Linked DNA regions of Mus musculus: regions 1, 3, 4, 5, 6 and 7 are each linked to region 2. Evidence: chromatin contacts called from public Hi-C, HiChIP or PLAC-seq and promoter capture Hi-C data. All regions are on one chromosome and are shown on one strand. The core of a region is the stretch at or near the end of the contact, and the rest is flanking DNA. Distances in the headings are between cores, read along the strand shown.

The links. Promoter capture Hi-C pulls out the DNA fragments that hold promoters and counts their contacts. A called contact is a pair of places that touch in the nucleus more often than the background predicts. HiChIP or PLAC-seq counts read pairs in DNA pulled down with a chosen protein or histone mark.
Region 1: a promoter capture Hi-C map of hippocampal neurons shows a contact between it and region 2, with 4 times the contacts expected there. The contact joins the promoter of Creld2 here to the promoter of Cerk in region 2. A contact is called at or near these places in 7 of 39 promoter capture datasets (the 3T3-L1 cell line, the C10 cell line, cranial neural crest and 3 more) and 2 of 115 datasets of contacts at active chromatin or transcription factors (astrocytes and large pre-B cells).
Region 3: a contact with region 2 is called in a promoter capture Hi-C map of trophoblast stem cells, with 10 times the contacts expected there. The contact joins the enhancer-like site here to the promoter of Cerk in region 2. A contact is called at or near these places in 5 of 39 promoter capture datasets (the 3T3-L1 cell line, 3T3-L1-derived adipocytes, hippocampal neurons and 2 more) and 1 of 9 other capture datasets (embryonic stem cells).
Region 4: a contact with region 2 is called in an H3K27ac HiChIP or PLAC-seq map of large pre-B cells, with 5 times the contacts expected there. The contact joins the promoter of Mapk12 here to the promoter of Cerk in region 2. A contact is called at or near these places in 1 of 39 promoter capture datasets (pre-B cells) and 1 of 115 datasets of contacts at active chromatin or transcription factors (large pre-B cells).
Region 5: a promoter capture Hi-C map of the C10 cell line shows a contact between it and region 2, with 6 times the contacts expected there. The contact joins the promoter of Plxnb2 here to the promoter of Cerk in region 2. A contact is called at or near these places in 5 of 39 promoter capture datasets (the C10 cell line, cranial neural crest, embryonic stem cells and 2 more) and 1 of 115 datasets of contacts at active chromatin or transcription factors (large pre-B cells).
Region 6: a contact with region 2 is called in a Hi-C map of B cells, with 6 read pairs. The contact joins the promoter of Tubgcp6 here to the promoter of Cerk in region 2. A contact is called at or near these places in 5 of 39 promoter capture datasets (the 3T3-L1 cell line, 3T3-L1-derived adipocytes, embryonic stem cells and 2 more) and 1 of 484 Hi-C or Micro-C datasets (B cells).
Region 7: a promoter capture Hi-C map of pre-B cells shows a contact between it and region 2, with 4 times the contacts expected there. The contact joins the promoter of Pim3 here to the promoter of Cerk in region 2. A contact is called at or near these places in 8 of 39 promoter capture datasets (the 3T3-L1 cell line, 3T3-L1-derived adipocytes, the HPC-7 cell line and 4 more) and 1 of 115 datasets of contacts at active chromatin or transcription factors (epiblast stem cells).

The regions. Positions count from the first base shown.
Region 1 is chr15:88,818,189-88,821,093 of GRCm38.p6, forward strand. Creld2 (cysteine-rich with EGF-like domains 2) reads left to right here and starts at 1,458. Exons shown (of 10, transcript NM_029720.2): 1 at 1,458-1,646; 2 at 1,743-1,825; 3 at 2,341-2,451. The coding sequence starts at 1,524. Alg12 (asparagine-linked glycosylation 12 (alpha-1,6-mannosyltransferase)) reads right to left here and starts at 1,130. Exons shown (of 10, transcript NM_001142357.1): 1 at 1,070-1,130.
Region 2 is chr15:86,184,675-86,187,591 of GRCm38.p6, forward strand. It overlaps Cerk (ceramide kinase), which reads right to left and starts at 1,467. Exons shown (of 13, transcript NM_145475.4): 1 at 833-1,467. The coding sequence starts at 974. It overlaps Gm15569 (predicted gene 15569), which reads left to right and starts at 1,054. Exons shown (of 3, transcript NR_155352.1): 1 at 1,054-1,110; 2 at 1,532-1,567; 3 at 1,978-2,522.
Region 3 is chr15:88,843,179-88,846,008 of GRCm38.p6, forward strand. No RefSeq gene overlaps it. Among named protein-coding and RNA genes, the nearest start is that of Gm23144, 9.3 kb to the left of the region's middle. Within about 2 kb of position 1,378, at least 75 of the 459 cell types and tissues checked have an H3K27ac peak or open chromatin away from gene starts, as enhancers often do. A contact at or near this core is called in trophoblast stem cells, where this site is marked.
Region 4 is chr15:89,138,890-89,142,036 of GRCm38.p6, forward strand. It overlaps Mapk12 (mitogen-activated protein kinase 12), which reads right to left and starts at 1,814. Exons shown (of 12, transcript NM_013871.3): 1 at 1,459-1,814; 2 at 1,239-1,368. The coding sequence starts at 1,583.
Region 5 is chr15:89,179,313-89,182,175 of GRCm38.p6, forward strand. Plxnb2 (plexin B2) reads right to left here and starts at 1,476. Exons shown (of 38, transcript NM_138749.3): 1 at 1,353-1,476.
Region 6 is chr15:89,121,407-89,124,531 of GRCm38.p6, forward strand. Tubgcp6 (tubulin, gamma complex associated protein 6) reads right to left here and starts at 1,744. Exons shown (of 25, transcript NM_001163319.1): 1 at 671-1,744. The coding sequence starts at 1,411. It overlaps Hdac10 (histone deacetylase 10), which reads right to left. Exons shown (of 20, transcript NM_199198.2): 17 at 2,769-2,847; 18 at 2,413-2,595; 19 at 2,159-2,318; 20 at 1,897-2,073. The coding sequence ends at 2,060.
Region 7 is chr15:88,860,774-88,863,750 of GRCm38.p6, forward strand. It overlaps Pim3 (proviral integration site 3), which reads left to right and starts at 1,421. Exons shown (of 6, transcript NM_145478.2): 1 at 1,421-1,979; 2 at 2,065-2,174; 3 at 2,268-2,318; 4 at 2,406-2,775. The coding sequence starts at 1,895. It overlaps Gm33049, which reads left to right. Exons shown (of 3, transcript XM_006521646.3): 3 at 1,060-1,733. The coding sequence ends at 1,707.

The DNA of each region.
Region 1 (2,905 bases), core at 208-2,707, 2.6 Mb after region 2:
ACCAGTACATAAAAACAACTTATCAGCCGGGCGTGGTGGCGCACGCCTTTAATCCCAGCACTTGGGAGGCAGAGACAGGCGGATTTCTGAGTTCGAGGCCAGCCTGGTCTACAGAGTGAGTTCCAGGACAGCCAGAGCTATACAGAGAAACCCTGTCTCAAAAAACCAAAAAAAAAAACAAAACAAAACACCTATCACAGGAATGGGGGCAGCTGCAGGGAAGAAGAGATGCTAATGGCTAAGCTCCAGGAGCCAAGCTCCAAAAAGCTATACTGCTCTTCTGAAGGTCCTGAGTTCAAATCCCAGCAACCACATGGTGGCTCACAACCACCTGTAATGAGATCTGATGCACAGAGCAAGCAGAGGTCGTAAATTCAACTCCCAACAACCAGATGAAGGCTCACAACCCTATGTACAGCTACCGTGTGTACTCATATACATAAAATAAACAAATCTTTAAAAAATTAAAAGCTATACTCTTCGCAAATGTGGCGTGGAGGAGGAGGGCATCTCAGATTAGGGGGTACCCTTCAAAGATCCTGTCGTCCCTGTCCATTGTGATTCCAAAGCTTCCAAGGGAACTGTGGGAATCATTCGTTCAAATTGTGGCTTTAACCTGGAAGTGTTAGCTGGTGTAGATGAACTTACTTGTAAACCAAAGACCAGACTAAACTGTTACTATTTATACAATCAGATGTTCTTTAAAATACACATAGTCCACATCTCCTCCTCCTCCTCCCTCAGGTCACTTAAAGTTCGGAAGGTCATTGTGAACTCACTGCCTGAGGCCCCTGAGGAAATGTCGACCACTGGGGCCCCCTCAACCACACTGAGCAGGACCCAGATGTAGAGCTCTGTTTACGGATGACAGCTCCGGGCGCCAGGTGAGGAGGATGGATGAACGGTCCAGGCCTCGGGCGAGATGTCCCGCCCCCAGGGACACGCTCAGCCTCTAAGTGACAGGTCCATCCCCGGGTTGAGGAACTCAAAGGCCGTCACGCGCGCTCGGGAGAACCCCAGCTTCGCCACCTCCCGCCCGAGTACACCAATCCCGGCGACGCGCGCTAACCTCTCCTCTCCGCAGGACCCCGCGGAACTGAGCAGACTGACCAAGGCAGGAAGCCGGCTGCGGAAACCGGGCCCGGAAGCCAAGTCTTTGCCCGAACTTGACATGGCCACCATTGCCCAGGCTGGCGACCGCAGCTGGCGCTTCCCGCCCGGAGAAAAGATGGCCACTCGTGGAGGGCGGGGCATGGGGACCCGATAGAAGATTACGGTTCTGCCTCATTCTCGCGGGACGCTGACCCGGGGCCTTCTCATTGGTGGCTTCTCGTGGCGAGCCTCAATTGGTCCACATCAGGCAAGGGGGATTCCTCCGGCCAATAGAAGCGCGCGGGGTGAAAGGTGGGCGGGGCCTCGGCGACGCAGTCAAGTAGCCCGGGGAACGGCCGGCGCGCGGGCCGGTGGGCGGAGGCTCAGACTCCGCCGCAGTTCTCGGTGGGTCGCCGGGCAGCCCTCCCGCCATGCACCTGCTGCTTGCAGCCGCGTTCGGGCTGCTGCTGCTGCTGCCGCCGCCCGGGGCCGTAGCCTCCCGGAAGCCGACGATGTGCCAGAGATGCCGGACGCTGGTGGACAAGTTCAACCAGGTGGGCGGGCGGCGGGGTCCGGGGCAGCGGCGCTGGGGCAGGGGCTGGCGGCGGGGTTCACGGTAGCCCATCGAGCTGGTGCCACCTCCACTACAGGGGATGGCCAACACGGCCAGGAAGAATTTCGGTGGCGGCAACACGGCGTGGGAAGAGAAGACGCTGTCTAAGTACGAATTCAGGTGAGTGTTCCCAAGAAGTGCGAGGATGTGCGGTCGCGGTCTGTGAATCGGTGGTCAGACCTTGGGGTCGGTGCAGACCACCGGCACACGGAGGAACCCCTTCGATGGTGGTGGACACCTGTCAATGGTCGTCCCTGCCTCTGGCCACTCAACTGGTCTGTGGTTTCCACACTCCCTACGGCCACTTCTGTGCGCACAGACACTGGAAGGCTTTTACACACACGCACACGGGCCTTTTGGAAACTCAGACTGGAGCCCCTCGCCCTCCTAGAGACTTCTGGCTTCCCTGACTAATGGAATAAGCTCCCTTTCTCATGCTGTAGGGATGGAGGGGCCTACCATTCCTGGGTCCGCTGCACACCCCCCGGTTAGCCTCCCCTTACTGACTAACCTTGCCTGTGGTTGTAGAGACTCTCCTCTTCGCTAAAGTAGTCTCTAGGAGGGACATGTGTAAAGTGAGCAGACTGGTGCTTTGGGGTGCTGGTGCTTTGGGGTGCTGACAGATTGTGTTTCAGTGAGATCCGGCTTCTGGAGATCATGGAGGGTCTGTGTGACAGCAGTGACTTTGAGTGCAACCAACTCTTGGAGCAGCAGGAGGAGCAGCTAGAGGCTTGGTGGCAGACACTGTGAGTGCCTGGGACCCTGTCTTCTGATCTCGCATTTTGCAGTATCTTCCCAGTAGAGAACCTAGAGAAGCAGGAAATATCCTACATCCCCATCCCGATTTACCCCTGCGCTGCCACCATCTCTTAGAAGCTTCCAAGGAGGTCCTGTGCACACCTGACCCTTGCTTCCCCCATCACATAGCCTTGAGGGCGTGGACAGTGCCTCCTAGCCCGAATCACCTGAGGTCCTTAGTTGCTTCAGCCTGAAGTTAAGAAGTGAAAATTGGAGTGGTTAAGCCTCACTTCAGCGCATCGTTACTGTCTGGCTATCACTGTTAGTTACTGATCTCTTACTACACCTAACTTATAAAGTCAACTCCCCCGCTGATATGTTTGAAAACGCCTGTGCTATATTTAGGGTTTGAAACTGTCCAAGGCTTGGAGCATCCCCACTGAGCCGTGCGTGCCTCCGGGC
Region 2 (2,917 bases), core at 217-2,716:
CAAGGAATTTATGAAACTGAATTCGTCTACAAGGTCGTCTACAAGGCCCCCCAGCCCAGATGTCCACATACAATCTTCTGTAATCCTCCTTTTAAGGAGGACTGAATGACATCTTTAAAATCTCCGCCAATCCGTCGGCCACCAGACAACCTGCAGCAAAGCACCGGGGAGAGTGGCTCTAGTGTCCTTGCACCATTCCCAGTCACTGCGGGTGGGTTGCGTTTTTTCCCCATGCTGGCCTAAGCTACTCCTCTTTCAACCCTGAGGGCGGCTGAGCAGGGTGTACACTCCATCGGAAAGTCAAAGGCCCTTGCTCAACTGCCTAATCGCAGGAAGTCCCTGCCAGGGCCCCTCTGGGCTTCTCCCATAGAGAAACATGTGTATGTACTTGGGTTCACTGTATTGGACGAAGAATATGACCAGAAACCAGTCCTGTCCAGGTGTGCCAGCGCCATCCCGACGGCAGCACCAGCAACAGACCTCCCCCAGGGTCCCGCGGATGCTCCGGGATGGGGGGTGGGGGGCTGTGGACGTCCGCTCTTCCCCTCCCCCTCCAGCACCTCCAGAGGCTTTGTCATCCCAGTTCCAGGAGTATCTGGGCTCTCAGCACCCAGACGGTTCCCCGCCAGAGGCCGCGGAGTACTTAGACCGCCCGGCACCCGGGCTCTGCGTCTCGGATTCCCCGCGCCTCGGTATCCCGGGCGCCTCTCCCCGTGCCCCAGGTCTCCTCCCTCCGAGTTCCGCCCCATCCCAGCCTGCCCGGAGCGCTCGGGCTACGCAGGCCGGGGTGGATGCAGCGCCGGCCCCACCAGCCCGGGATGGCCACACTTACCGGCACCCGGCGCGGAGGGCCCGGGCTCCGGGCTCCGCCACCAGCGTAGCAGAGCCCGCGCGGGCTCCAGGCTGACGGCACAGCGTCGCCGTTTCACCCACAGCACGGAGTGCAGCGGCTCCGCCGCCCCCATTGCCCCCATCGCCGCCGGCGCGGCCTCGTCCGCCGGGCGCGGGGCGCGCGGACACCGGGGGGGGCGCGGGACCGTTAGCGGCCCCTGCAGTCTGCCCGGCGGTGACGCGGGGAGGCGGGAGCGGGAGGCGGCGCTGCGTCACCCGGTACGCAGAGAGGGTGGCGGGGACCCGGGAGGAGGCGACCAGGGTGAGGACAGGAGAAGCTAGACTTGGGGCCAGAGAAGAATCAGAAACAGAGGAGTCTAGGGAGCCTAGGATGAGGAGCAGAAAAGGCCTAGGAAGGAACGGGAGGGAGGGGTCAGAGGAGGGGACTGAGGGACCTGGCTGTGGGGAGGGCGGTCGGAGCGGCCGGGTGCCCTGAAAGACACTAGTCTGTCGCTCTGGCTGCCCCTGGGTCCTGCTGGGTCTGCACGAGCGACGGGGTAGGGAGGGCTGCAAAGGGACGGGCGGAGTCCCAGCAGCGCAGAAATGTTGCCCGGGCGGTCCTGGGCAGGCGATAGGAGGCCGTGGAACTGCTGGTGTGCGCCCAGGAGCGATTTGACCTTGGGCATCCGTCTCTTTTTAGGTCTTGGTCTCCTGGCGGCTAGCAAGAGTCCTGCAGGTTAGTCCCAGTAGGCAAAGGAAGGCTAGGATGGAGAGGACAGGGGTTACCTTCCAGGGGAGTGGAAGCTTCATGTGTGGATGGTTGTGGGTCTACAGCCACCAGAGAGACGGGAGAAGGCGTCTTCTTATCAGTCACCTGACTGTACCCTCCCAAACAGGCCTAGGGAACCGGAGTTGCTGCTCTTGATGCAGCTTAACATGGGACAAGCTGAACATATCCACCTCAGGGAGGTCTTCCTGGACTCCGTCTCCCCCAGCCAAAGCATCCCAAGACACAGCAGGGCAAAATTCAGCACTGCACTCATTGCATATCTACCCATCTTTGTGAAAATTCCATGGGCATGTGGGCTTGTCCCTTACTGGGTCTCCAGTGTCTAAAATGGTCTCTGTGCATAATGTGTTACTCAGATATTGGTTGCGTGATAGCATCTGTTCACATCTGACCAAGGAAGAGTCTCCTCGGAGATGCTAACTGGTCCAAGAGTGCAGGGCTCTGTGGTGTGACAGAGCTAAGCCTCACAGCGGAGTCAGCTTTCAAGAAGACAGGAGAGCCTTCTGCCCTCCCCCTCAGCTCTCCTGCTGTTGCAGACTGGGGTGGAGCTGGCCAAGTCTACCTTGCCTGTGCCTGGTACCAGAGGGCTAAGGTACAGGTCTGATCCTGTCGGTGCCCTGTGTCCATCTGCAGGGCAGGGACAACCATGAATCACTTGCTTCCTGGAAGCCCAGCCCAATGGTAGGCTCCCTGACAGCCCTGGAGTGTTGGTTAGGCCCAGGCAGAATCCTAGCCCCACCCTGGAGCAAGCTGGACCTGACCTAGCTCAGTTGTTAGTTGAAGCAATGGCTGTCCCAGCTCTTTCCTTTCACGGCTATCGGGATGAGGCTTGGGGAATGTGGACATGAAACTTCTTCAGAAACCTCTTGCCATTGCTGATGATGCTGCCTCTGTTACTGGTGAGGGGTTGTGTCGGGCAAGGGCAGCAGGGGCTATTATTATTATTAATTATTATTATTACTATTATTATTATTATTATTTTGAGACAGGGTTTCTCTGGGTAGTCCTGATTGTCCTGGAGCTCACTCTATAGACTCTCAAACTTAAAGATCCACCTCCCTCTGCCTCCCAAGAGCTGAGATTAAAGGTATGAGCCACCACGCCTGGAAATTAATGCAGTGTTTATATGTAAGTGTTTAATACCAAGAGGACTGGACTCCACCTTAGTCCTAGAGGAGTTCCATCCAGGAAGACACAGCCACACGGTCCACAAAATACTAAAGAACCTGAGGAGGGCCACCTGTGTGAATTATAGCTCACTAGTGAGAACCAGGATCCTGCAGTGCCTACCTCGGA
Region 3 (2,830 bases), core at 128-2,627, 2.7 Mb after region 2:
TAAATGAATGAACGAATAGCAAAGGATTAGTAAATAATAAGTGAAAGATGAAGGAGTGAATGAATGAAGGAGTAACAAGTGAATGAATGAATGGAGTAATGAGTGAATGAATGAATGAATGAATGAGTAATGAGTGAATGAATGAGTAATGAGTGAATGAATGAGGGTAAGTGAATAAATGAGTGAGTGAACAAATGATGAATGAGTGTGAGAGAATGAGAGAGAGTGAATGAATGAGTGTGAATGACAGACTGAGAGAGTGAATGAATGACATTGTGTACATGAAGGTACCCTGCCCCACCCCAGGGTCCTCATCGAAAACCCCAGGTCCCTTGCACGGTGGCCCTGTACAGCAGAGGCCATGTGTGGGGGAAACAAGAACCAGCCCAGGATGCTTAGCACATTAACTCTGGGGTTGCAAGCAGCGCCTGGGTGTCTGGAGTGGCTGAGGCCGCTGCCGCCTCCTGTTTCTGAAGACACAAAGCTGCAGCTGTTCATGGGCCACAGTGAGCCCCATGCAGGGTAGCAGTCTGTGTGTGTGCGTGTGTATGTGTGTGTGAGAGAGAGAGGGGGGAGAGGGGGAGAGGAACAAGGAGGGAGGGGAAGAGGGAGGAGGAGAGAGAGAGGGAGAGGGAGAGGGAGAGGGAGAGAGAGAGAGAGAGAGAGAGAGAGAATGAGTCACTTTGCCCTCAGCCTCCTCCCCCACACTTTTTTCTGGTCCTACACCACTACACTCAGCTTCACCACCACTCTCTCCACTAGGGCTCTGAGTCTCCATAGTCCCCTCAGAGAACCGAGTCCTGGCTTGTCAGCACAATGCCCCCAGGAACCTCTGTAGTGTGAGCATCTAGAACCCCAGAACATACAGCCCTCACGCCAGCAGCCAGCAGTGACCCACAGGGACAGGATCAGAAGGTGTGTATGCATGCAGACACCGGAGTGTCTGGTCCTTAGAGCTGTTCTGGGAAATGGACTAATGACTCACCCAAAAAGTTCACTGCTCCCAGGACCCTGAAGGCAAAAACTTGTATGAGAGTTTGCCTTCCATTCCATACTAGGTCCTATAGCCCTTGAGACCACCGCAGCCCAACAGACACCTGGTTGTGGGCACCTCAAGATGAAGGGAGGCAGCTAAACCACAGCTGAGGTTCAGACCCACTCAAACTGCACGATAATAAATGGATGTTGAGTCAACCAAGTCACTCATATAGCACTGAGGTAGAGCTGGACACTGACCTTAGCCTGATAGGTAAGGTAAAAAATAGGGGATGATAAGCCCAGAACTTGGTGACAGCTCCTGAGCAGAGCTGGACCTATCACTGGAGCAAAAGGGGATGCTGTGGGAAACACTGGAGCATAAGGGCAAACATAGGATGTGTCCTCAGTGGGCCACATCAAAGACACCACTGTGAGAAGGAGGGGCTTGGGACGTGGCTCACTTAATACAGCTTTTGGTGAGCAAGCACAAGCCTCCGAATTAAACCTTCCAGCATCCATGTGAAGAAAAACAACCAAACAACCAAACAACAACAACAAAAACAGTGTGGTGGTGCAGAGACAGGAGGAAGCTCCTTAGCTCCTTAGGGCTCAATGGCCACTCAGCCTAGCTTAAATAAGTCCTGGTGAGAGAGCCTGTCTTAATTAAGGTGGATGGTTGTTATGGGATAGAGACCCTGACTGGAGTCCTAGGTCTACCAAGGGAGGTGGGCCAAGAGGGTGGGTCCAGGAACTGTGTACTGGCCACAGAGGCAGTGTGAAAGCTAGCCTGACACACCGTACGGAGCTTGCTCTGTCTGGAGTCCTGCAGCTGGTGGTCAACGGAGACCTGTTAACAGGAGAGTGGGTTTGTAATACTGGTGGGGAAACGGTGACTGGAGAGGGATCCTGCTAGGAGAAAGTTAAGCGGGAGAGGACAGGCAGGGCGGGATGCTAGAGTTTGGCCAGGGGAGATTAGAACAGAAGGTGCAGGTTTCTCCAGCCAAGTCCAACTGCGTGTGGGGGTGGGGTGATGAGAGTCAACTCAGCAAGACATGAGCTGGGCTGGGGTCAGGAAGGGGTATCAGTCAAGAGAGATTTGGGGGACTGCGGTCTAAATCTACAGTCAGATGCCACTTCATATCCACAGAGATGATGGCTGTGAGAAAATGGAAATGGCAAGTGACGGTGAACATGAACCAACCACAGGGTGGTTGCCATGATTTGCATGGCTAATCACAAGCTCCTATGGGCCCCTCTGTGGTGGGCATTTCCAGCATGGATCCCGAGATCTGGTCATTCACAAGCAGAACTGCAATGGCTCATAGCTCTAAAAGCCAGGGAGAGTCTAATTTGGGGGTGCAGGAATCTGGTCAGGGCTTTCTGTTAGCCCAGGGTAGAAAGCAGAAGGCAAGAGACAAAGGAGGAGAGACAAGGGAGAGGAGGAAGTGGGTAGAGAAGGACAGGAAAGGGGTAGAAGTCAATGAGCAGGAAAAGGATCCAAATTAGTCCCGTTGCCAGGAAACCAACCCCATGCTAATGGCATCAATCCATCCTTGAGGTCCATGCCTTGGGCCTCATCTCTCAGCATCACCCAATTGGGAACCAAGCTTCCCACATTCCAGTTGTAGGGACAAATTCAGGTCACAGAATGGTGTGGTCCAGCCATCCCTCTTTTAGGGCTATGATCTGAAGACCTCTACAGATACTCAGATGCTTCACTGCCCAGCTGGGCTTGCACACAGCCATGGTCACGGGCATGGAAGAGTTGCAAGATATTTGATCACACCATGAACCCCAAGACTGTGCACTGGAAAAACCTGATTCTTGTTGTGGTGTGGCTCAGCCCTAGAGC
Region 4 (3,147 bases), core at 564-3,063, 3.0 Mb after region 2:
AGAAGGGTTCAGGATAAGTAAGTAGGTGGAAGTTGGGGGCTCTGAGGATAGGGGTGGTTACACCCAAGAAAACACAGCCTTTTACTGTTTGGTTTGGTTTGTTTGGCTTTGGGTTTGGGTTTCTCTGTGTAGAAGCTGGCTGTCCTAGAACTAACTCTTTAGATCAGGCTGGACTCGAACTCATGGGGACCATCTGCCTCTGCCCCCCCAGGTACATGTGCTGCCACTGCCAGGCTTACTGAGTTTGTTTGTTTGTTTGTTTACTGCTTCCAGCTTTACTGGGAAGCAAAGAAGCAGACCTAGCAGGGCTGGTATCCATCCACCAAATCAGTTGAGTAGCAATGAGGAAGCAACGGGGCTCAGTTTGCTGTTAGCCACGAGATGTTCATTTTTCCTTGGAGCTATTGACTCTGATGATCCAGGAGGATTGAAACATCAGGACTAGGGCAGCTGTACAGAACAGAAGTGGGAGGGACAGAACTCACAGGTTCAGGAAGAACCATATCTAATAATAATAATAATAATAATAATAATAATAACAACAACAATAACAATAATGTCCCTGGTTGGGAGGAATGCTCTGATGGCTAGCAATGGTGATGCAAGAGGCTTAGGAGTAGCCATATGCAGGTAGGACGGGAAAGGAGATGCCTTCTGTATGGGTGTGAAGAAATACACACCCACAACACTAATGGCGATGCTCTGCTCCGTAAATCCCTTTATCCACAGAGACCCAAGGCTCTGGGATGATAGAGCCAAGGCTGCACACCTCGAGTATCCTGCCTTGCCCTGAATGCCTAGGATCCTGTATGTCTGGAATAGAAGACTCGGGTGGTGGGCAAAGGGAGACTAGGGTAGGGTAAGGAAGTACCCCTTCCAGGAAAACCCTCCTCACACCAACCTGATTGTCCAATCAGGTTTTGGAGTGAGACCTGAGGAATCCTTAGGCCTAGACCATAACCTGACCACTGCCTGGGCTGCGAAGGTAGAGGTGGACCGAAGGTGAAACCAAGCAATTGAAGAAGAGGCTGAAATTGTAGTGTCACCCAGAAAGGGATCTGGGCTCTGCCTCTGCTTTCCTCCTGAAAGTTGTTGAAAGTTTACCCAAGCTGGGAGCTAACTAGGTAGGAGGTACCAGGCCCTTGGAAGCAGAGACTGTGGGCAGGATTTGCAGGGGAGGGCAGGATGAGAAGAGGCCAGCGCACAATATCCGCATCTGGGGCGGGCTTTAGACTCACGTTCTCGTGGCGCATGTGTTTGAGGAGGCGCAACTCTCTGTAGGCGCGCTTGGCAAACAGCTCCGACTGGAAGGGCCGGTACAACTTCTTGATGGCCACCTTGTTGCCAGTGCGGCTGTCTACTGCAGAGCTGCGGGGCGGACGGCTTGGCTAGCGAACCGGCCCCGTAATCGCCAGCTGCCTCCTGCCCTGCCTGCCGCCCCGCCCGGCAAACGCTCACCACACTGCACCATAGGCACCAGAGCCAACGGGCTGCAGGTCTTGGTACACGGCGCGCACCTCCCAGGCCGTTTTGGTCACCTCCTGGCGGTAAAAGCCCTTGCGGGCGGGTGGCGGGGAGCTCATCCCCAGCCGGAGCACCGCGCCCCAGGACCGGACCCGGGATCAGGGGCTCCGCCCGCGCGCCCCGGGTCACTGCGTGGCAGGGCGTACTCCGCGCCGGCTACCCGCCTGCCCGCCTCTGAGATTTTCCTTTGCGGGCTCTTCTCTCGGGGTCGCCACCCTGAACTCTCTATAACCGCCAACTCCCACCCGACCCTTGTCTCTGGCCCGCAAAGTGGTCCCTCCCGGCCCACTGACCAACCGGCCCCCAGGCCCTGAGCACGTGACACCCCCGCCTGCCCTCGGCCCCTGCGGAAACCCGAGGAGGCCTCCGGGGTTGGGCGGAAGGCTTGGAAAGGGGGGGTTGTGGGGGAGAGCTGCTCCATAGCTCAGTCTCGACCTGAGATGAGAGGAGGCGTTGAAACACCCTGGCCAGCCTACACCCTCGCTAGACTTCTTGGCCCTTGGGTCCTAGCAGGTGCCTCTCTTAATTCCAGCCTTTCCTGTCCTCCCAGAACGTCGGACCCATTCTAGGCAACTTGAGACCACCAGGTTCTACTCAAGCCCCAGGTCTGGTCCACCTGCCCATACACCAATCATACCCCATCCCAAATGGTTCCTTTTACTGGCTCAACTCCCCGTCTTTCCCAAGGATGCCCCGCCCCTGGGGCTGATCCGTTCGCCTCCTTCTATATGGAGGAGGGATTTGGTTCAGTCTCCCAAACGTCTCAGGTTGCTTCCCCAGCCCCATTGTTGTGGCCACTGGCTCTCAACTTCCCAGTCTAAGATCCAGAGGGATGGGTCCTATCCTATCGGCCCTTCTAAGACTCCTTCACACCTCTGTTCCACCCACCCCAATCTGGTATGTGGAGTGGCCGCTTCAAGCATTGGACAGGACTGGTCTCTGTGCTTTCCACCTGTTGTCCAGCTTGGTCTTTAAAGCCCAGAATGAGCTAAAAGTGTGCCTGTCCCCGAAAAAAAGGGGGGATCCTTACGTGCTCATTCTCTCTGGGGTCCCGTGTAGACCTGAACCAGGTGCTCCTGGAGGGTCAAGCCAACATCCCTCCCAGAGCTGAGTAACCAAAGTCTGTTCCAGGATCTCACTGGCTTGACCAGTAGTAACAAGATCCCCAGAACCCCCTCTCTCCCCCTCCCTCCAAGCCTGCCTGCCTGCTGCCATGAATCAGCAGCTCAAGGCTAGCCAGAGCAACTTTACACCTGGGCTGCTGCTGGTGATGTGGTACATCCGCAAACTGACAAGAGCGAGCAGGGCAAGCTCAGGGCCAACACTCAAACTACATCTGCCTGGCTCCTGTGACCTCCGTGCCCTGGGAGGCCTCCAGACACCCACCCATACCACCCAAAAAGCTCCCCAGTTCCCCTCCTTTTCTGTAGGGGACTGATCTAGACCAGATTTTGGTACTAGGGCCATGTATTTGGGTTTGCTCCCGCTCCCAATCCCCCAACTTTGGACTTGGCTCTTGCCTTCTAGGTCCACCCCCCCACCCCACCCCCGGCCCCAACCTCCACCGCTGGACCAGTTGCCAGACTCAGATCTCTGGCGGTCCAAGATTCAGGACATAGACAT
Region 5 (2,863 bases), core at 226-2,725, 3.0 Mb after region 2:
TTTTTCTAAGTAACTTCCCTCAGATCCTGGGGCTAGAAACCTCTGGCCAGTCCTCAGGCCTCCCCACTTCCATGGGAGGGTGTGAGCGACTAGGTGGCCGAGGCTCTGTAGTCTACCTGGTGATTAGTCTTCTCGAGCAATTTCCATACAACACAATAAGGTTTGGCACATTCCACAAAACAACTCACGCGTTGGCTCTACCTTCCTAGGAACTTCACCTCCTGACCAAAGAGCAAGGACTCATGCTAGCGACAGTCCAACTTTCTGATGACATTCCCTATGTTCCAAGACAGCATCCGGGTGTGGGATCAGGCTGACAGCTCCCACCCTCTAGGTGTTTGTGAGCAGTCTGAGAAATTCAGCTTTAAAATCATCAATACAAATTGAAGAGAGACGTTAGAGGGGGGCACTCCCCAAGGCAAATGAGGGCCCCCGAGGGCCTCCGTTCATCAGAACGTGACACTGGCTTTGGGACCTGGCTTCAGCTACAGTTCTGACCACCACCACCATGGTGGCCATAATCCGATCTCCCTTCCTGCCTTCTCCAAGGAACTAGAAAAAGGAATTAAGTGACGTGGCCAGAAACTCTAGGATTCTTAGGCTCAGAAGACCCCAGATAGAAAGGACCCACCCACACACAAACCTGCCACACAGCAGGAAACAGAGGAAGCAATGAATCTCCCTTAAGAAGGTATATGGAAGTGAAGGACTGGACTGTGTAAAAGCACCCACAAGTTCTAAGCCCTCTGAATCCTAAGTGTCTCTCCAAACACCACAACAACGAACTACACTAGAAACTTGCGGAGATCTTGCCGGGAGGCGTGGGGCCTCACCAGGTACTACTACTGAGTGTTAGTTCTCTCTGGCTCTTGTTCCCTGTCCCAGAAGGTGTGGGCACTGCTTTGGTTGAGCACCCCTGTAAAAAGCCCCAGCAGAGCCCAGCGTCTGAGCAAGCTTAGCTTGAGAACTGGGGCCTGGAGGTCCAGCACGACAGAGATGACTTGCTCTGGTCCATCGATTCGGTAGGGACGCCGGCCGTGAAGGAGGGTTTGAAACTACACCGGGTCGGGTGCAGCTCCACCGGGTCGTGGGAACCCTGCCTGCCAGGACAGTCTCCCAGCATCCCAGCGCTGAGGGCCTCGTCGCCAATCGGGGAGGCAGGAACAGCCAGGCCCAGCCGATTGGAAAGACAGACAGACGCGGGGCAAAGACGCAGGCCCGCGTCGCCCTCCGCGCAGCGGCACTGCCCTAAGACCCCCGCGTCCGGGGGCGCAGGCCGAGGCCGAGTGGCGGAGACGGCGAAGCCTGGGCCTGCGCGACGCCCCCACAGTTCCCGTCCCCGAGTGCCGTACCTGCTCCTCCGCAGCCGTCGTTCGATGGCGCCGGGGCCGCGCTCTGCGTTGCGCTCCGGCCCGCGCGGCTGCCATGGAGACGGGCCTTTGTGTGGCCGAGGAGGGGCCGGAGCGCGCGGGAGCCGCCGGCCCCGCCCCCGCCAGGGGAGAAGGAGGGCGGGGAGGACAGGGGCGGGCGAGAGGGAGGGACGAGACTAAGGGGTAGAGGGTGGGAAGGAGGGGCGGCTGGCGTCCCTAGCGTACCCCGCGTTTCCCTCGGCTCAGAGCCACTTATGCACACCGCTTTGCTTGGAGATTCGCGCCCAGTAGCAATCCGCGCTCCCTGCCTGCTGCAGTCTCGTCTCCTGGCACCAGTTCCCCCGCACCTCCCACTGCCCCGTCATCAGAGGAGTTCGCTCAGGCTGGGCACAACCCCGGGAGTGCCCCAGGCCGAACTGAATGGCGCACGCGGCCCGGCACCAGTGGGTGGCTTCGCCTGGGCCAGATCGAGGCCTCAAGTGTCTTCTTGGAGATGGGCGGGGCGCAAGGAACCGCACCACCATTGGCAACAGGCGGGACCACGCGCTCATCCCGTTCCCGAGGGTGAGGGCTGCTGAACCTTGATTCTTTCTTCCAAATCCTAGCCGCTCTGTTCTCCTTATGGAATGTTCTACTCTCCTTCCCGGCCCCTTGGCCTTACCGACCCCCAAAATGTCTATAGGGTAGGACAGTACCGTAGGGTTCCTACTTCAGGCCTTGAAGTTGTGGTGGCGATCTCAGGACAAGGTTTGGAACTAGTCCCCAAACCCCAGCTCATTCATGTCTACCCTGGAATAGCTGTCTCTTCCACCCCAGATTTGCTCTCCTTTTTAAAACAAAAAAAACTAAAGATGTATTTATTTATTCATTTTATGTATGTGAGTACACTCTAGCTGTGAGCCTTCATGTGGTTGTTATGAATTGAATTCTTAGGATCTCTGCTCGCTCAGGCCCAAAGATTTATTATTATACATAAGTACACTGTATCGGTCTTCTGACACACCACAAGAGGGCGTCAGATCTCACTACGGGTGGTTGTGAGCCACCATGTGGTTGCTGGAATTTGAACTCGGGACCTGTGGAAGAGCAGTCTCTTACCCCCTGAGCCATCTCGCCAGCCTCCAGATTTGCCCTCCTTGAATACCGTCTGCCTACTTCCTCCTATTTCCTCTGGCATCTCTGTGGAGAGCCTTTTGGGGTGCCCGTGACTGACTGAGCCAGCTTGGAACAACATCTCCCCAGCTTTGGAGATCTGCCCCAATTCTTATGTCTTCCCCAACCTGAAAACTTCACAAATCTGAGGACTTCACTGTTTCTTTAAGGAAGTTGAACTTGCCCCATCTCAAGCAGCCAGGCTTGGTTGAATCACCTTCTCCCCTCCACCAGCAACCCCGCCCCCTCCCCCCACATACAAGAGACTCCAAAATATTCAGTGATTTCAACACTACGGCCCCCAACACACACACACAACTCTAAAATATCCAGTAACACAG
Region 6 (3,125 bases), core at 494-2,993, 2.9 Mb after region 2:
AAATCAAAAATAAAAATAAAAAATAAAAACAAAACTGAGAAGTAATAGTTTGTCCTCTTAACAAAATTTACAAGTAATAAAATACAAGAGAAAATGATAATTTATTCAATGACGTGGAGGTGGGTTGGGGAAACCCATGTTACAGGTGAGGGGGTATACAAAGCATGCACACCAGGTATCTTTGAAATGATGTGGCTTCTACAACTTAAGGGCAGACTTTCTTTTGGATGGGGGGTGTTGTTTGTTTTGTTTTGCTTTTTGAGACATGGTTTCTCTGTGTAGCCCTGGCTGTCCTGGAACTCACTCTGTAGATCAGGCTGACTTCGAACTCAGAAATCCGCCTGCCTCTGCCTCCCAAGTGCTGGGATTAAAGGTGTGTACCACCACTGCCTCTCTTCATTTTAATTAATCTGATTTCTGAACTAACAGCACTAGAGAAGTGACTTAACAAGAAGCTCTTGAGGAACAGGATGGGAAAGGTGCACGTTGTGTTTTGCTTACTGGTGAGCAGCTAGGACATTCCTGTGCAAAAGGATGCCAGCAAATCCTCCCCAACACCTCTACATCATGACTGTCTGCTCACCTGAGGCTTGGACAGAAGCTTGCCAACAGTACCAGGTAAAAGAATTTTCCAAACCTCTAGGGTTACTGAAAGGGAAAGAAATACTACCTTGATGGCTAGTCCAGAGAAGTCCGCGCTGTCTGGCACAGGTGGTAGGTCCAGTCGCACATCCATGTCATAGGTGCGGCTATGCACAAGTGCACCAAAGAGGGAGACCCTGGTGTCTCTCTCAAACCTGTCACCACAAGAGTCACCAATTGAGAAGAGCCCAACGGTGGGCAGGCCAGTGCCTGGGGCAGCCTCCATCACCTGAAGCGCTTCCTGGACCGTGTGATGACACAAATTCTCCTCCCCAGAGATAAATGACCGAACGTCCATTTCAAACACACTCAAGTCATAGCAATCGTAGCCGCTGTAGGGTATGTTTCGGCCTGCATGCTTGTTGTTAAAGAAGTAATCCCGTTTTCTACGCAGCACTTGAGGGGGGCCACTTCCTGCCAGCTGAACTAAGAGGTCCAACACTGATGCTACCTCCACAAAAGGACAGTCAGGGGCTGCTTCAAGTTTCTCCACGAGCTCCTCCAAACGGTCAGCCTCTGGCCCCAAGCCCCCCACCCTCAAATCGAAGGACAGCATGAGGACCTTGTTTTTCACGGGGAGCTTCGACGAGTCGGGCTGCCGTTGATGGGTGTCCTCTTGAAAAAGATTTGCGAAAAGGGCATTGTAGGCCACCCTCTTAAGGCTCCGCTTCGCCCTCTTCCTGTTCACACTGCGCTGGCCGGGGCGAGCTTGGGCAGCAGGTAAGAGAGCCTCGCAGAGGTCATCGAACAGCTGGGTGATGCTGGCCATAGTCACTCTCTTTTCAGCCCAGGACCCTCCTGACTGGTAAACTTTGCACCTAGGAGTCACTTCATGCTCTCAAAGGCCAAAGCTCACCGTAGGTGAGCCAGGCTCAAAAAGCGGACCGCCCGTGGCTCCACACCCGGCAACCCGGCATCCGCGTCTCAGGTTTCGCACTGCAAGAGGCCACACGCCGCGACCCTAACAGCCCTCAGCCTCCACCTGGCGCTCGTCCTCGGCTCTCCCGGACCATGACAAGTTTACCGACCGAATGCGTACGCCCCATGACCAGCCTGCAAGCCCGGGACGCCCGAACTGGGACTCCCGCCGCTCTGGCGTCACACCCACGCGACGGCAGACAACACCAGGAGACGCACGGGAAATACGTCATCAGGCCCGCCCTAAGTGGGCGAGGCCTCAGCCTCAGCTTTCAGAGCTAGAACCTAGCATCTTGGATAATTTGATGGGAGTGAACTCAGTAACGGAGACAGAGATGTGTTGTGTTTGGCCGATGTTTATTGTTCTGGAGGTAGAGGACGCCTGGGCCGCAGACGGGACGTAGGTCTCGGGCCATGGTTCGCTGGGGCCCGAGTGTGCTATTTTTCACGTGTGAATCGCCCACCTTGACCGATTTCAAGCGACTGGCAATCACTGTTATTATGGTGGAGGAGCTGGAAAAGCAAAGTTGACTCGTTGGTGAAGCTGGCTCCACGTAGTTCTAACGTAGGGCGTCGCCTTTGCCCCTGTGTGCCTCACCAGCCACCTGCAGCAATTTCCAGCGAGCCTCCAGCCGAGCTTTTAGAAACATCAGAGCCTGGATCTCCTCTGGAGTGGCCTTCGAGAAAGGACCCAGACTGGGAGGTGTTTCTCCATGCAATGCCTGCGCCAGGCTCCTTGCAAGCAGGCGTATGGATTCCTGGCTCGGAGAGAGTGGGGTTTGGGCGCCGCAATGAGACAGTTGTTTCTGCCCACCTTCCACCCATATAACGTAGCCACCCTACCCAGTTTACCTCTTCCACTACAGCTAGAATTCGGCCCCCTACTGGGCTCCGAAGCATTGCAGCCAAGAGAGCAGCTTGAGCGTTCTGCAGGCCATGGGCAGGCCCCAGTGCCATCAACACCATATCAGGCTGGAAACCATAGGCCAAGGGCAGTACCAGACCCAGAATGAGGCTCAGAAACCCTCCAGTTGTCTGTAGGGACAATAGCAGAGCCTCAGACTCTCATCTAAAGGGCACTGCTAGTGGCTCCTGTCGCCCACCCCACCCCCAATCTCAGGGACCCTGGGTTGTGAACAGGAACCCCCAGAGAGACCGGCGGGGGGGGGGGGGCGGAGAAGCTCTCCAACCCCAACACAGCCACTCACCTGTGGCAGTGGAGTGGAGAAGTGGAACATGGACTGGATGGCTGCATCCTTGCCCCGGATGTTGAGCCACAGAATTCTCCTTCTCAAGAGAAAGCACCAGGGCCATAGACACATAATGCAGGAGACCCTGCTCACCCTTCCCAGGGCTTATCAATAAAAGACAGAGGAGAGCTTGGGGCCAGGGGGGTGGGGGCGTAAGTGACTGTCAACCTGGTATGGCACTGTGTTCTGGGGCATCCACTCTCAAACTGCACCTATGGGAAGCAGTGTTCTCACCCAACGGTGACCCTGGATTCCCAGTCACATGCCCACTACCTGTCCATGCACAACTGAGATGTATAAGCTAGAGAATCATAC
Region 7 (2,977 bases), core at 171-2,670, 2.7 Mb after region 2:
ACATGCTGGGTGAGGGTCTCTAGGGAGACACCAGGGAACCCCAGCCATTCTTCACCATTGAATTTACTACCCACCTAGACAGTTCTCAAGGATCCCTCCCTCCCTCTCCCGAAAGACTGGGGTCCAATACAACCAGATTGTCCTGGCCAGGAGGAGCACAGGCCCTGTTGGGTTCTTAGCTGGTCCTTTGAAAGCACCCACAGGCAGACAACCCCCGCCCCTCCCCCACACCTGAGCAGGTACCCTGTAAACCCTGCTGATAGCTGGTATGGAAAGCTTTGTTCTTGGCAGATGTGGTCAGCTCCTGGAAAGCATGTTAGGAGACAGCCAGACAGAGCTCCAAGAACCTGAGACCTATTCCGAGGGCCTGAGTGTGTCCAGACTGTTGAGGGTCTAGGCCACAAAGACAGAAAGGGGGTGAGGAAACCAGGTGGGCCCCAAATAGTGTCAAGGCAGTAGGCGCCTCAGAAAGGTTCCAGAGAGAGAAAGTGTGGATTGCGGTGTTAGTGGAGGAACATGGATAAGCCAGTGGGAAGCCAGGCTCCAGATCCCCCAAGTAGTAGCAGTTCAGGAACGACAGTTGAATCGTTTAGACATCAAACTGAAGTCCAGGGAGCAATGGCTCTCAACTCATTCTCACCCAGCTATGACAGATGACAACTCCAAGTCCTGGGTTGCTCTTGGGTCAGTGACTTAGCCAGGGGTCAACAACAGTTGAGTCTAATTTCACTGGTGTCTTAAGGTATAGGTAAAAAGGACACAGGGAGACTGCTGTAGGCTGTGTCTACTTGAGCTGCTCAGGACGGAACTATGGGCATAATAGTCATCAACAAAGGACCTTTGGTAGTTGTGAGCAGCTAAAGGGACACTTTGTCAGATGGCCTTAGAGCAGAGGGACAAGTTCCCAGGAGGGAGGATCTAGGGTTTAGGAGGCTCTCATAAGTACCCAGCTAGGAGCATGAGATCTGAGCCTAGCTGATGGGCGAACACTCAAGGTGTGCTCCAGGGAGCTGAGGCTGGGTTGAGAGGTCTGAGGGCAATGCTTTCTCTGTCGCCCAGCCACGTGCGCATCGTGGCGCGCGAGCAGCGGGTGACGCACACAGAGCTAGTGTCAGCGTAGGCCTCAGGGCCGCACGACTGTCCTCCCGGACTTCCGCTTCTCAGAGGGGGCCGACTCCTCGCACACCCCCAGCCACAAACGCCCACGAAGAACGAGGGAACAACACGCGTAACTCGCGGAGCCGGAGAGTGACCTTCCTCAGCGCGGCCTGGGGGGCGAGGCTCGGAAGGCCCCGCCCTACGCTGCCATTGGCTGAGTCCCCGTGTCCTTTCAAAACCTCGATTTTCATTGGCTTATGCGGCCCCGCCCGCGCTGCCGGAGACATAAGGGGGCCGCCGCCCGCGCGCGAGCTGCGCGTGCGCAGGGCGGGTGAGAGCGCCGTGAAAGCCGCGGAACGCCGTGCACCTCCGCGACTCTACTACGGCAAGCTAGTCCGGACGGGTCGTCGTCCCCGCGCGCCACCAGCCCTTGGTGAAACGACAGGGAGCGTCCGGCTTCCCCAGCACCGCCCTGCGAGACTCAAAACAGCCACACCGCAAAGCGAGCCTCGGGCGGAAGGAGGCGGAGCTTCAGGCGGCCCCGCCTCCGCGGAAGGATACACATCTCCGTGGTCCAAAACCCCGGGGCGAGGCGGCCGGGGCGTGTGAGCTGCTCGGCCAGCTGCCGTCTACGCGCTTTCGCGCGGCCACCGGGCAACTGCGCCGCGCGGCTGCCCCGCTGAGCGCTCGGCCTCGGGGCCGTGGGATCCGCCGCGCTGTCTGCGGTCAGGAAGACCGCCCTCCCGCGTCCTTGCCGGACGGGTCAGAGGCGGCACCGCACGCGAGGCCACCCGCGATGCTGCTGTCCAAGTTCGGCTCCCTGGCGCACCTCTGCGGGCCTGGCGGCGTGGACCACCTCCCAGTGAAGATCCTACAGCCAGGTATGTGTGGGGACCAGGGAGGGGGCCTGGGCGGGGGCCGGGGGGTGGCTTTGGGTCATCATCAACCCGATTGTTTGTCCCACAGCCAAGGCTGACAAGGAGAGCTTCGAGAAGGTGTACCAGGTGGGCGCCGTGCTGGGCAGCGGCGGCTTCGGCACGGTCTACGCGGGCAGCCGCATCGCCGACGGACTCCCGGTGAGTCGTGGCTCCGGGCGCACCCGCGTGGACGATCGCCACGCTCGGCCGCCCGTCTGACCGCTCGCGTGTCGCCCCCTCTTTTCCCCGCAGGTGGCTGTGAAGCACGTGGTGAAGGAGCGGGTGACCGAGTGGGGCAGTCTCGTAAGTATGCGGGTGCGGGGCGTGCGGGTGCGGGGCATGCGGGTGTGGGTTGCCTTGGCTTTGTCCGATGACCGCCTTGTCCCCCAGGGCGGAGTGGCCGTGCCCCTGGAGGTGGTGCTGCTGCGCAAGGTGGGCGCGGCGGGCGGCGCGCGCGGCGTCATCCGCTTGCTGGACTGGTTCGAGCGGCCCGACGGCTTCTTGTTGGTGCTGGAGCGACCCGAGCCGGCACAGGACCTCTTCGACTTCATCACTGAACGAGGCGCCCTGGACGAGCCGCTGGCGCGTCGCTTCTTCGCGCAGGTGCTTGCCGCTGTGCGGCACTGCCACAATTGTGGGGTCGTGCACCGCGACATCAAGGACGAGAACCTGCTGGTGGACCTGCGCTCGGGAGAGCTGAAGCTCATCGACTTCGGCTCGGGCGCGGTGCTCAAGGACACGGTCTACACTGACTTTGATGGTGAGCAGGTGGTGCGGCGTTCCGGCGACTGTTAGGCGGCCACGCGCCACGCCTGGCTTACGGGAGGGGTGGGGGGGACTGGGGACACCGGGGTAGCCCTCTGCGGTGTGAGGGCGCAGGGTCTGGGGACGGTGGGTGGCAGCCAGGGAGACCCGCGATACGCGCGTGACGCAGGGCCCCCGCCAGCCGCCTCGGCGCCGTG